2 separate regions of the Sus scrofa genome follow, and region 2 is linked to region 1. The links are chromatin contacts, called in public promoter capture Hi-C maps. All regions are on one chromosome and are shown on one strand. Each heading gives the region's core, a stretch centred on a gene start, on an enhancer-like site or on the middle of the called end of the contact. The rest is flanking DNA. Distances are from core to core; before and after follow the strand shown.

Region 1 (7,388 bases), core at 3,428-5,927:
GCACAGTGGGTTGAGGATGCGGCGTTGCTGTGGCTGTGGCTCCGATCTGATCCCTGACCCGGGAACTTCCATATGCCGCAGGATGCCCCCAAAAACCAAAAAAACAGAAAAGAAAAAGAAGGAACTTTGTGGAGAGAGGGTGAAGAAGTCACTGCACGATTCAACAAGGAAACTGCAAAAATTATCGGGCTCTTTTTCAGAACTCTGTGAAGTAACCCCAGGGCTGCAGCACAGGGAGTATTAATTAACTCAAGAAAAAGTAGGCTGAATTTCAGTAAGAAGGTGTTGCTCCGTCCAGCCGCCTGCCCCTCTCTCCAGCCCTGTGGCAGCGCTGAAGCAGTCTGCTCTCTCATGAAGACCAGGGGCCTGGAAGCCCCCAGAGGGAAGGGAACAGGCCTCTGACCTGTCACTGGAACCCTCAGGTCCCCACTGCGAGGCTGCCTGCTTTGGGTCTGACCCAGAGCTGGCCCGGCGGGAAGGGCCCTCTCCCAGGGGCATTGCTCCAGAACGGTAACGGCGCAGGACCCTCATATTTCTTGACACCAGTCTTGCTCAATAGACTGGAGAGTTCTTTCCCGGCAAAAGCCAATAAAAAGCAATGCACAGGGCAAAAAATTCAGTCAATTAAAAGGAAGACCTTGATGTTAGCAGAGCCAGTTCAAGTGCAGCCAATGCTGGAGAGATTTTCCAGTGCACAGGGCTCAGGAGGCAGGGTGGGCAATGCTGGCTCTTCTCCCAGGACCCAGCGCAGCCCAGACAGCTGCTGACCTCAGGGCTCGGGCTCCACCTCACCAAGTGGGGGGCAGGCTCCCGGGCTCCACCCAGGCCGACCCACCAGCAAGGGTGGGACTCAGAACATCCACGCTCTTCCTTGTGAAAGGCTCCCTTCTCTCTCCCCACGCACCACACTGGCCAGCGTCCTCCCACCTCCATGGCCACATCTCAGCCGTCCGCTGGCTCTTCATCACCTCCCCTCTGGATGTGGGTGCACCCAGGACTCAGTTCTCAAACCCCTCTGTCCACACTTGCTTTCTAGGGGATCTCCAGCCCATGACACTACAAGTCCACTGCTGCGGGCTCCGAATCTCCCTCTCTAGCCATGTCCTCTCTCCTGAATCTGCACCACATCTTCTGCTCCCTTCAGGAGGTCTCCCCTAGGGTCCCCATGAGGCATCTCAAACTCAGCCCTTCCCACAACTGAGCTCCTCTTTTCCTGCTGAAGTGCCAACAGGTTAAGCGACAGAGCCAATATGCACACCCAGGGCTGACCCCGGCATCCACCCTTGGCTGTGACCTCACGGATCTGCTAAGTTCAGTAAGGCACCATCTATAATGCGCCTGTCACACACCTGGCCCCCAAGAGCAGAAACCAGGAGGCACACCCCGCTGAGCTCGCTCAGGGGAGGGAGGCAGACGTGAAAACAAGCACCTGGAATGATCTGAAACTTGTCATGTGTGTTCCTCTTGCTCATCCTCCCAACGCATCCTAATTGTCTGTTTGTGTGGCTCTTCCCTAACCGCAGTCATTATCCAAGCTCGAAACATTTTCGCGCGATGGAGGAAAACAAATCTGATGAGCTCATCCATAGAGAAGACTCTGCCTTGCTCATTCTTCCCCTGAACAAACTCGGGAAATGTCTGCTGAATTGCACACAGCAGGGAAGAGCGAATAGGCCACGTGGGGAAGGGGGCTTGAGGTCACCATCAAGGAAGGCTTCCTGGAGGAAGCAGCCTCTGAGCTGGGACCTGAAGAGAGTCCCTCCTGGGGACACGTCACATCAGAACACAGCTCCTTCCAGAGAAGGGACGTGCTCTGAGAGCTTGGCTCCAAAGCAAAAGGGGTGACTTTGATGTCTACTTCTGACGAAGACAGAGTGATACACGCTGAGTTTCCCGCCCACAAATAAAACAAACGAAAGTCAAAATATACGAGACAACAGTTTTGATGACACTGGAAAGGATGACGATCCTTGAGCCAGGACAGGTTGAGCCCTATGATCACCCAGCTTGCTGCCTCTAGTGAGTTTCTAGGCCATGGACAGGGTTGGACTTAAACCTAATGAAATCCATGATCGCATGAAGTGTGAACAGCCAGAGCATCTTAACCGAAGGCCAGGGTTCTCAGGATGGACAAAAAAGCAAGAGCAGACTGTGTGCTGTTAAAAAGCATGCGCTCGAAATAAAAAGCAGCACATCGATGAAACGTACAAGACGAGTGACGAATCAAGAGAAAGCGGAAGTGGTATTTCCGTGTCAGACCAGGTAGATTCCGGAGCAAAGATGCTTCTCGGGGACAAAGAGGGTCATTCCAAATGCCAGAGGGACACCTGCGTCGGGAAGACAGAACAACCCTAAGTGTTCACACACCTCTGAAGATGATGGAATCCAAGAAGAAGAACTCACGGAACGGAGAGAAGCAGCAGACGGAGAGAGCTGCAGCTGGCGATTTCAGACCTCTCCGTAAGTGACTGATACGACGACAGAAAACGTGCAAGGCTGAGGAAGCCGAAACAACACTACCGAGCGATGTGGTCCGATTAATAGTTAGTGGGGTGTTGTCTACCCACAAAAGAACACATGCAACATTTACCAAGACAGACCATGCTCGAGGCCATAAAACAAGTCTCAATAAATTAAACAGGACTCGAGCCATACCAAGTATGTTCTTCGACCAGAGTGGAATTACATGGGAAACCAATAACCAAAAGAGTTCTAGAAATATACCCATATAATTTGGAAACTAAAATTTTAAATTCCGAATCACCCCATCCCAAGAAGAAACCAAAAGGGAAATTAGAAAGTATTTTGAGGTAAAAAAAAAAAAATACAGCTTATAGAGTTCCTGCTGTGGCTCAGTGGTAACGACACTGATTAGTATCTATGAGGATGTGGGTTCGATCCCTGGAGCTGCTCAGTGGGTTAAGGATCCAGTGTTGCTGTGAGCTGTGGTCACAGATGTGGCTGGGTTCTGGGGTTGCTGTGGCTGTGCTGGAGGCCAGCAGCTGTAGCTCTGATTTGACCCCTAGCCTGGGAACTTGCACATGCTGCAGGTGCAGCCCTAAAAGAAAAAGAAAAAAAAAATACAGCTTATCAAAATGATGTTAGGGAAAATTTACAGCATCAAATGCCTATGTGAGAAAAAAAAGAAGACTCTCAAATCACTGACCTCAGAATCCATCTTAAGAAACTAGAAAATAAAAAGTGAATTAAAACCAACGAAGGAGAAGAGAAGAAATGTAGACCAGAGTAGAAACTGATGGAACTGAAAACAGAGGAGCAATAAAAGTGAATACTTGGAGGACAGTCGTAAGACAGATAAAACTCCAGGCAGGCTCACCGGGGAAGTAAGGAGGCAACGGTGAGAAGGGGAGGAAGAAACACACACACACACACACACACACACACACACACACACACACACACACACTACCAGTGTCAGGAAGGAGGGGCCATATCTCCATGTGATTCAACATCAACTTCCAAGACTCACTTTAGAAGAAACATGTAACTAAAATAGAACCATCTGTACTAAAGAATTACAATTTCTACTGAAAAACGCTTCCCCCGTCGAAAGAAAAAACCCCAGCCGGGCAAGATGGATGCACTGATGAATTCTATGAAGCATGTAAGATGTAAATAATTCCAATTCTATACAAATGATTTCGGAAAATTGAAAAGAAGGAAAGACGTTAAAACGCGTGTCATGAAGCTAGAATTTACCGTGATGTCAAAACCAGAGAAGATCCCGAAGATGAAGAGCCCTCGTGAATGTGGACATAACACCCTAAATAAAATTGTAGCAGATCGAGCCCAATAATTTAGAAACATGGTAACAGTCCCAACCAACTGGGAGGCAAGGCAGTTTATCATTTGAGAAGCAGTCGATGTAATTTGCCAAATTAACAAACGTTAAAAAGGAAAAAAACCATGTCATTAGACCATTCTTCCATGTACCGGGGGCTCCCTCTACCAGAGCAGACTGGCCCCAGCGGCGGGATCTGCCCGCCTGCCTCGCCAGCAACGTGAAGAGAGGGAAGGTTAAGTTCCCCGAGGTGGGAGCTGCCCCAAGTGCAGGGAGCGCAGAGCCCCAGGTGGCTGCCTTCGGGCTCAGAGAGGTTTGATCTCTGCCTCCGCTACAGGAACAATGCACTCAGTGCAGACAACGGATGCCCAGCGGCAGCATCGAGATGAAAAGAACCCCTTTCCCCGCCCACATCTCACCCCCAGAGGAAACCACTCCTGAGGTTCCGGCTATTTCCTTCCAGACCTATTTCTCTGCCATTAACAACTGACATTTCCAATTACAGCACCGAGGGAACACACCACGCCCAGCAGGGCAGTGAGCTGGCTCACTCACGAGCTTCGAAAGCGGACCGGAGCCAGCTCTTTCCAACAACGGCTGCACATAATCCCCGAGAGTGGACGTGGCGTAATCCCATCACCTGCGGGTCCCGGTTAAAGCTGCTTCTTGCTCTTTTAGCCAAAACCTCAGGGACTGCCCTCCTTCCTGGACTTCCCTGCACATAAACGAACACCCCCATACTCATGTGGGATGAATGCTCCATCCCTGGACGTGGGAGCATCGCTGAGCCCACGTCGCCATGTATTCTAGGTGCAGACAGGTGCTCCTCGCCCCAGTCCACCCTGGACCATCGCTGCGCCGCTGCTTCCAGAACCACAGGCTTGAGTGCCCTCTTGGGAAGAGGGAGGGACCCTCACAGGGGACCGCGTGTAAAGAGGAACAGAAGGCTGAGTGAGAGGCTCCGGAGTTAAAAATACACACAGCACGAGATCTTTTTCTCAATTAGTCACACTTTGGAATTTATCCTGAAGACAAAACTGCAGAGATGCACAAAGCCTTAGCTGCAAAGAAGCGTATCCCCATGGCGCCAATGCAGCCACACCCCCTCTGAAACTGCATGTCCAGACCAGCCATCCTAGAACCCAGGGAGGGGAGGGCCAGGGCGGGGGGCACACGAGGCTTGGAGGAGGAGGAGGAGGATGAAGGCGTGGGTGCCCCGAGAGAGAAGAGGCAGGGCAAGGATGCCCCCGCCTGGCTGCAGGGGCCCTGTGTCAAGAGCCCTGATAGCTGTCCCAGCACAAGCAGGGACACTGTGGGGCCATCTTTAACCCACCGTGGATTTTTCATTCCAGACATTATGCTTTTTAATTCTAGAATCGGCATTTGGCCCTCTTTTCTGCTTTCTGGTTCTCTGCTAAGATTCTCCATCTGTTCATTCATCCCGGTCCTTAGCGCCCAGAACATGTTCACAAGGACAGCAGGTCTATTTCGGTTTTGATCGTGGTCGTCTACTCCACGGCCAGCTCCTTACTCCCGAGGCCCGACCTTTCTGGGGGTTCAGCGTATGGTCCGGGTGCTCAGCGAGGTCTCTCCGCGGGCTGGGCCGGATCCCAGCATCCCTGGCTTCTGGCGTCACCTTCCTCCCTCACTCCTACAGGTGACTGCTGCTTAATCTCCGGGAATCCCACCTTCCCAGACACACCCAGCCCTCGGCCAGCTGAGTGTCCACCGGAACTTCTGGGCCCTCTTCCCACAGCCCCCAGGACCTGTCCTACAAACTCCAGCTGCTTCCATGTTGCAATCTGCCTCATGGAAGATGTGGCCACCCCTCTGCTCGGGGGCCACCTCCCTGCACCCTCTCTGGGAAGAGGCTCCAGGCAGCAAGCTGGACGGCCACTGTGGGGCTCACTCTGTGTGTCCCCTCGACTTCCCTGGTCAACAGTCCACACTGCTTGCTGCTCATCGCCCCTACACAGTGGTTTTATAGCTGGTTTAGGAGAAGGGCAGCTACCCTTGTTCTGCCCAGGCCAGAAGCAGCAGTGGCTGACCCCTTCTGTAAAGGACAGTGATCCTCATAAATGCAGCCACAGACCGAGTCTTGGGGACAAGTACCCCCTCCCACCCATCACTTTCCCCCGTGCCCGACACACGGTGTGACTAATATTTTCTGGATGAACAAACGGGTGTGTGATGAGGACAGAGCGGAAAGAGGGACGGCTGTGGCTTCAGTGTCTCGAAACGTGGCGAAGACATTGAGAGTGGGGACCTCGGCGGTTGGGCGGGTTTCCTGGGTTGTGGGTCAGTGGGCCCTCTACAGGGGCACAAGCAGTGGGCAGTGGACATGTAAGGCCTCAGCCTGGGTGAGCACTGGCGCCAGGGGTGAAGACTTGAGCCCGTGCACTTACACGGGGGCAGCCGTGAGGACAGTCCTGGAGAGAGAGCACAGAGCTGGGCAAGGGAGTGGCAGGGCGTGGGGCACAGCCCTGATGGGGACAGATGGCGGGGGCTTGGAGGTCAGCAGCAGCAAGGCACCAAGGACTCCGGACACACAGTTGGGGCAAGAAGGGTACAGGGTGGAGGTTGCAAAGTCCCAGTTCTCAAATGCGACCTCAGGTAAGAGACACCAAAAACTTGTGCCACAGCACCACCTGCTGGAAATGAAAAGAAGCGCCTCTGCTTTCTAACCTGTTGAACTGTTAGAACCTGTGCCACAGCACCACCTGCTGGAAGAGAAAAGAAAGTCCTCTGATTTCTAACCTGTTGAACAGTTAGAACCAAGTTTAAAAAATAAAAAAGCTTTGGAGTTCCCAGCGTGGCTCAGCGACTAGTATCCATGAGGATGTGCGTTAGATCCCTGGTCTCGTTCATTGGGTTAAACATTCAGTGTTGCTGCAAGCTGCAGCGCAGGTTGCAGGTGTGGTTTGGATCTGGTGTTGCCGTGGCTGTGGTGTAGGCCGGCAGCTACAGATCCAATTTGACCTCGAGCCTGGGAAATTCCATATGCCACAGGTACAACTGTAAAAAGAAAAAGCTTTACCTAAAGTTGAATGGTGCTCACTGCTTCAAATGCACCAGGAACAATCAGAAACACTGTGCCACAGAAAGAAAATGACAGTTTTCTAGAAGCCAAACTCGAAGTCACAGCATAGTGTTATCAAACTGATAGAGAATTCAAAATAGCTGTCAGGAAAAAAACACATGAGCCACAAGAAAAGCTCAGAAAGGCAGCTCAACAAATTCGAGAAGAAAACTGAAGAGCAGAAGGAATACTTTACCAAAGAAATTGAAACTCGAGAAGAGAACCAAATGGAAATTAGGGAGGTGTATAACTGAGAAAACCAGATGAAGAATACGACACAAAGTGCTGGAAATAGAGCAGACCACCTCAAACAGAATTAGTGGACTTGATGACGGACATCTGGACATCATTCAGGGAGAAGAGGTGGGAGCACATCTTTAAAAATGAGGAAACTGTGAGAACAGTATGACTTTTTAGGAAGAGCAATATTAGGATAACAGGTAATCCAGAAGGGAAGAGACGCAAAGGGGAGCAGACCGATTGTTTAAAGAAAATCTGAGAACATCC
Region 2 (6,558 bases), core at 19-2,518, 150 kb before region 1:
ATTAAAGTATATATACGCACAAGTTGTTAGTTGAAGTGTGTTTTTCTTGTGGTCTAATTACTGAAACAAGGCTTTAGAAACGTCGATTGTTTAAATCATTTCACACATAGGTCGCATATCCTTCCTAAAATGCTGTCACATTAAGCATCTTGCCAAAATAAATACATTGTATGATGGCACCTCAGCTTCAGAAACACAGTTGCGTTTGAGAAACTGAAATACCCTCTTTTATGCCAGATCAGTATTACATATGAGGAACGCTTTAGGGGCACTTAGGGGATGGGATAGTTATTGTACTTGGTACTTATTGAATCCCATGTATGGAATAATTTGTGTGCATCTGCCTCTCCCAGGACTGTGACCCTCACTCAATTGCAAAGCCTTGAACCCAGGGAAAGGAAATTACCACTCACTGTGTCCTCTCTTTTCTGCTTGCCTACAATGCTAGGTGCTGTATGTATGCGATTTCATTTAATTCTGAAAATTGCACTGCCTGGTAGATAAAATTCCCATTTTCTTAGCTGAAAAGAATGAAGCACAGAGAGGTTTAAGTAATTCGCCTAAAGTTCCACAGCTGCTAAGTAGCAGAGTGAGCTACACGAAGCCCAGCCTCTCTCTATTATGTGATGGGATGCTCCCAGTCAGAGCCTGTCAAATTTAACTGAAAGCCCATTTGGATGATAATTGATAAGGTTTTCCATCTAACATCACAACCTAAAAACCTATTTCAAAACAATTCAAATAAAATTAAAATGATGTTTCCTCCCCTGTGGTAGTTTAGTGATGTTTACTAAAAAATCCTTGGGCTTTCTGAGCATGTAAAACACTAAAAAGGGCTCTAACGTTTGTCTTCTCTCTGCTAAAAAGTGGCAAGATAAGAAAACACTACTTTTAATTTTCGACGTATTTGTCTGCTGTAATTTCTGAATTGCTTGCATATTTTACACAAGAAACATCCATTGCTTTTATCCTTTAAACTGATACTTTAAATCAAAACAGTCTAAAAAGCCTGGGAATACACTTGATGATTCTGCTCACTGTCAAGCCTAGACGACCTCAGCCCTCTGTCCACCAGGACGCTGGGGGCCAAGCGAATGAGAGCAGCAGCCGTCCCGGCACCTGCTTCTGGGAGACCCTGGCAAGCAAGGGCCTAGCAGAGCAAGGCTGGATAGGTGTGTTGGGGGCGAGCGGGCGTGGCCAGGCGGGGCCGGCAGAGGGGCGGGGCCACCTTGGGGCGGGGCCGGGCCGGAGCCTCGGTCCGGCCTGCGGTCAGCGGGGAGCGGCCCGGCGTGGCTCTGCTGCCCTCTGCTGGCCCGCAGCGGGGGCCTCGCTCAGGGGAGTCTGACCATTCCTGTGCTCGCAGGTTCGGCGGGTTCCCCGTATCTACGCGGCCCCGTCCTGCCCTCCCGAGCGGTCCTGCCTGGGGGTCTCCTCGGGCCCGCCGGCGCCTGCCGGCCCTTCCGGTTTACGTCCTCAGGGCAAGACGGCTCCTCAGTCACGTCCGCACCGCGTGAAGGGAGGCGCGGCAGGGGAGGGGCCCTGGCGCCGCCTTTCGTGGCGCGTCGGAGCGGGGAGGGCTTCGCGGCAGGGCGCCTGCCGAGTGGGGTCAGGGGTCAGGGGTCAGGGTCAGTGTCAGTCCTGGGCGCGGCCGCCCACGTACCTGAGGCCCCGAGCCGCGCCCATCTCAGCACCCCTGGCTCCGCCTCGGGCGACCCCGACGCCGGCGCGGGTGCGAGGGGCGGGGCGCTGCCGGGCCGGCGGCGCTGATTAGACGCAGCGCCGGCCGCACGCGACGCCGATTGGACGCGTGCTTCCCGCCTTCCCGCGGCCGCTTGAGGTGCCTCAGAGATCGCGGAGCCGCGGAGACCTGACGCCGGGTGGCAGCGGCGGCAGCGGCGGGTGCCGGGGCTCCCCGCGGAGCCTTCCTTCGGCCGGCAGGTTGTGCCAGGCGTCCGGGCGGGGCGGGGGGTGGCGGGGAGCAGCGGTGTCAGCCGGGCCTCGGAGGGCGGCAGAGCGAGCGACCTCCCGACCGTTGAGGCACAGCCGTTGGAGAAACGGCCGGGCGGCGCCTTCGGGGCTGAGGGGGTCGGACAACGGCTGGGCGTGCGGCGGGCGGGGCAGGGGCCGGGGGGGGGGTGTCCCACTGGACGCTCGGGCGGCCGGTGTCCTCGGGCGGGGATGACCGAGGACGCGAGGACTGACCGGAACCAGAATCTTGGCGGCGAGGCGGGCGGAGGCGCGGGCTGGGTCTCCGGCCCTCCCCCGCCCCCGGGGCCTCGCTCGGTAAACTCGGGGCCGCGCCGCGGTGGGGGCCTCGGGGGGAGCGCGGAGCACCCGCCCCCGGCCCGTGTGACCTGGGGTCTCTCCCGAGTGTCCCGAGTCACGGCCCCGGGGGGAGAAGAAAGAAGCGGGTCTGTGTGCCGGGGTTCGCGGGCGAGGCCGGCGCAGGGGTGGTGTGAGACGGCTCGTGTTCGCGCTTTGGGGGTGATGGGAGAAGGCGGCGTTTGGGCCTCACCTCGCGGCGGCCGGTCTCCGGCTTCACCTGAGCGGTAGATGCCTGCTGCCGCGGAGGAGCGGGCTCGGGCTGGCGAGCGCTGCCGGTGCGCGTTCGAGGCGGACGCCTTCCCTGTCTGCCAGGGTGTCTGCCAGGGTGTGGGGCGTTTTTGAAACCTTGCTCCTTTTATCCGCTTGCATATGCACATTCATCTTTTCACGAAGTCCGTTTTGCCTGTAAGTAGATTGGGGCGCAGTGCCCCCAACACGCACACACGCACGCGGAGGCCCCCCCCCCCAAAAGGTATTTTTCTATGCTGTGTTTCTTCGGGTCGTTCTGCTGCATCTTGTTCTGGGACATACAACCTAATAAAGACTTTTGTTGATTTTTTTTTTCTCCTCCTTAGTTTAATTAGCATTAAAATCTGCCCCTAGCCCTTTTCTCCGAGAATTGCCTCCGATCCAGAAGTAGGGTGCTTCTCATGGTCTGTAAGAAATTTTTCTGTCACACTCTAGGTGTTTTGTTTCTGTTTCTTTTTTTTTTCCTTCCCCCCGCCTTTTTCCTTTGGTTTTGGCCAGTAAAAGTCCTTAAAAGGCAGGAATGTGGGTGGAAGGATGGTGAAGCCGGCAGCTGCTCTCTATTGTTCATTAGCAAAACTAGAGCAGGCTGACAACAGTCCAGAGGGAAAGTTAAGTCATTGCAGTCGTAATGAAGGCTTGTGTCTAGGACTCAGTGTAGTTTGAATCAGTAACTACAGACATGTGCGTGAGTTTAACAAGTTTGATATGGAAAGGAAAAAATAGGGAAGTCATTAGACAGCAACAATCTTTTAAGGGACAAGACTATTTTTACCGGGAAATAAAAAACTGAAAAGTCTTATTTTGCAAAACCTTAAGATACATAAAGTTATTTTAAATTGTCTACTCATGATGATGCAAAGATAAGTGTATGCTAATGTTTCTGTCTAGACAGCCTTCCGCCTCAGTTGTTTAATGGATAGTACTGAAATTTTGGCCCTGTTAAAACCGAGAAGGGAGGGATGAGTCACTGGATTGTTCAGTTTAGTTTGCTTACTTACAAAAAAAAATCTGCCTGTGTAGATACTAATTAGTTTTACCTTTCTTTGACTGACTTCTTGTGCAAAAGTAGACCAGGAATTAAACTATCTCATTAGCTTTATGTGCCTCTTGGCCGCAAGTAATTCTTCTGTGCTGTATTCCAAGTCTCAGAGTACTTTGTAAATTACATTTAAAATTTAAATTGTTTTTGCTGTGACACAGGACAGCATAATGTCATAGGCAGGCCTGCCCCAACAGTTGCTGACCCTAGGAAGGTTCAGCAGAGGCCCCTAAAAATATTTTAGGTACTTACACTTTTTAATCAAGTTTTCAATTTGTGAAATAAAATGTTCTAGTCTTCAGTTTCACACAAGCACCTTAATTACAGCAAAATAGAAAATGTGTGAAGCTAATATTCTTATGACTGAGTATTGGCAAAATATCAAAGATAACTGAATTCATTTATTATGGATCTCTGATGACGGACTGGTGAAATTTTGGATAAGTAATAATGACCTATGTAATTCATAAATTAGTACATATTTTCATAAACTTCATTTTAGCAAAGTCCGAACACTGAAATTTATTTTTGAATAAATCTTCTTAAACGTTTTTATAAGAATACATAGTCACTATTCTAGTCTTTGCTTGCCATCTAATTGTAAATAGTTCTTATGGTGTTCACCTGGTTATCTAGATTTACATATACAAATTAAAGAATAATAGGAATTGCTTTGAACAGCAGAATGTTTCTCAGTCACCATGTGCAATTGTTGCAAAAACTGTGCACTGAGTTGCTAGTACTTAGAGAGCCACAAATTGGAATACAAAGAGAAGCAAGAAAATGGATGTTTGGCACTATGAGGAAGCAGTTTTTCATTATGCATTAATCAACTATAGTTTTGCTCTGTCAGAGAAAGGATTTGACAGTTAACTAATGTCTTTTCTCTTACCTGAGCACTTACATTCCTCAAATTTTTATCTCTATTCTGAAGCAGAGACCAAAATACCAGTATCAGCACAATCTACAATCTTTGCATTGTTTCACCCTCCCCACCCAGTCCCTTAAATGTATTCTTATGGAAGATTTCTAACATACGCAATAAACAGTTATAGTGTAATGAATTGCAGTCCTCTTCTTTGAAAGGTGTAGGCAAGAGACGTGCTTCTTCTCTGGGCCTTGAAAGGTGTGAATTATGAGAGTGAATGTGTCCATGGTTATAGGACTTGCTTTTTATATCCTCTGGACTATTCAAGTGTATGTGTTTTAGTTCCCAGCACGTAGGAAGTTTGAATCTATCTTTGCAGCTGATTTCTAAATTTATTGCATTGTAAGAACAGAGTATCTATTATGTTTATTTCTTTGGATGCATTTGTGTTTTGTTTTTGTTTTGGAGACAGGATTTTTCTCGTTTGTTCTTGAGAGTTTCTGCTTTGTCACAGCCCACAGCCGATTGGGGATCTGGTGTTGTCTCTGCTGTGGCAAGGATTCCATCCTTCACCAGGAGCAGTGAGTTAAAGGATCTGGTGTTGCTGCAGCTGTGGCCTAGGTCACAGCTGTGGCTCACATTTGCTCCCTGGTCCCGGTACTTCCATATGTCGCCGGGCTTGAGTGAGAGTGGGGCGTATTTTCTCTTTTATTCTTAATCAGAAATGCCCTCATAATGTGTCTAAATGTAATTTTTCTTATTTATGTAGGAATTCCATGGACTCTTTCAATTTGTGTTTATTTTGGGAAAGTACTGAGCTGTTACTAAACTGTTGCCGTCTCACTGTTCTTTTTTATTTTAAATTTTTTTCTGGAGTGCTTATTGACTAGATATTGAAATGTGTGCATCTCTTCTTCATATCTCACTTTTTTCTTCTGTACATTTCATTCCTTTGTGCTATTCTGTGATGTCCTCAACTTCATCTTTCTATTCCAAGGAATGTTGCCTCCTGAAGCTCTAAGGCCTGTGATAAGTGGCAGTGGTGGGTTCTCTAGCCTGCATTGCTCCTCTTAGGGTTCCTCGTTAATCCCCCTGTAGGTTGCTGACCTCCAATACTTATTTCTTACCTCCATAATTGAGATAATACAGGCAAAATTTCCATCTTTTGTGATGGCCTGAGGAGAACGAGAGAGAGTGAAGCCAAGTAGAAAATAGGCACACCCCTTCTTGGGAATTGCGGAGGCAAGCAGTGGGTCTCTGCATTTCCAGTATTTTCCAGGCAAAATGACAAAATAGTAACCAACTATTTCAAGATCTTGGACTCATTGCTGGTTTACTGGAATTCCAAGCTAGCCACAGACTTAGGATCACCGGTTTAGTATTTAAGCTAGAACAGACAAGCACAACCAAATGGGGCAAAACCACAGCTAGGCCCTGGATAGGTTTGGATGGAGCAGATAGGTGCTTAATTGCAAAGGCAGGCCTTGGTCATTTCATTTCCCTCAGAGTAACCCAAACCCACATTTTGCTGACCTCGGGTTTTGGACCCAGTCTACCAGCATTTTAGCAAGAATTTACTGTACTTTTTTAAAAAAGTTAAATAAGTATAAATTACCAAAAAAACCTGAAATTCTCCTTTGACAAATAGCTGATTATGATTCTGTGCACCCCTCTACTCTTCCTCCCCAATAAGCTGACAAACACTCCAACTGTCCTGAGTGGTGTAGGTGAGTGTCTCCACACACACACACACACACAAATGTGTGTACACTTACAGACACCTAGAGATATGATAAATAATACAAAGTTTCTTTTGTTTACATAAGTGGCATTACACTGTGTTTATCATTTGGCACCACATTTTAGGTCACTCAAAACTGTTTGGCTGCAAATACCTAAAATTCTGTGTCATTTTATTTAACTGTTGTGTTCACAAAAATTATTAGCATATACTACATTTTATTTATTCATTCTTTGACCTCCTTCCCATTCCAGACTCCCATCTAGGTGCTTTTGCATTTTCCCACTCAGAGTAGTGCCATAAAAAATCTTTTAATTTGGCTCCATATGTGTGTGG

What was found. Promoter capture Hi-C pulls out the DNA fragments that hold promoters and counts their contacts.
Region 2: a contact with region 1 is called in a promoter capture Hi-C map of fetal liver, with 2.9 times the contacts expected there. The contact joins the promoter of SYCP2 here to the enhancer-like site in region 1. A contact is called at or near these places in 1 of 5 promoter capture datasets (fetal liver) and 7 of 47 Hi-C or Micro-C datasets (brain, embryonic fibroblasts, epiblast stem cells and 4 more).

What each region holds. Positions count from the first base shown.
Region 1 is chr17:59,810,085-59,817,472 of Sscrofa11.1, reverse strand. All of the region lies in intron 6 of PHACTR3 (phosphatase and actin regulator 3), which reads right to left. Among named protein-coding and RNA genes, the nearest start is that of PHACTR3, 66 kb to the right of the region's middle. Within about 2 kb of position 4,677, at least 6 of the 83 cell types and tissues checked have an H3K27ac peak or open chromatin away from gene starts, as enhancers often do. A contact at or near this core is called in fetal liver, where this site is marked.
Region 2 is chr17:59,957,024-59,963,581 of Sscrofa11.1, reverse strand. It overlaps SYCP2 (synaptonemal complex protein 2), which reads left to right and starts at 1,268. Exons shown (of 42, transcript XM_021078152.1): 1 at 1,268-1,938. PPP1R3D (protein phosphatase 1 regulatory subunit 3D) reads left to right here. Exons shown (of 1, transcript XM_003134506.4): 1 at 1-22.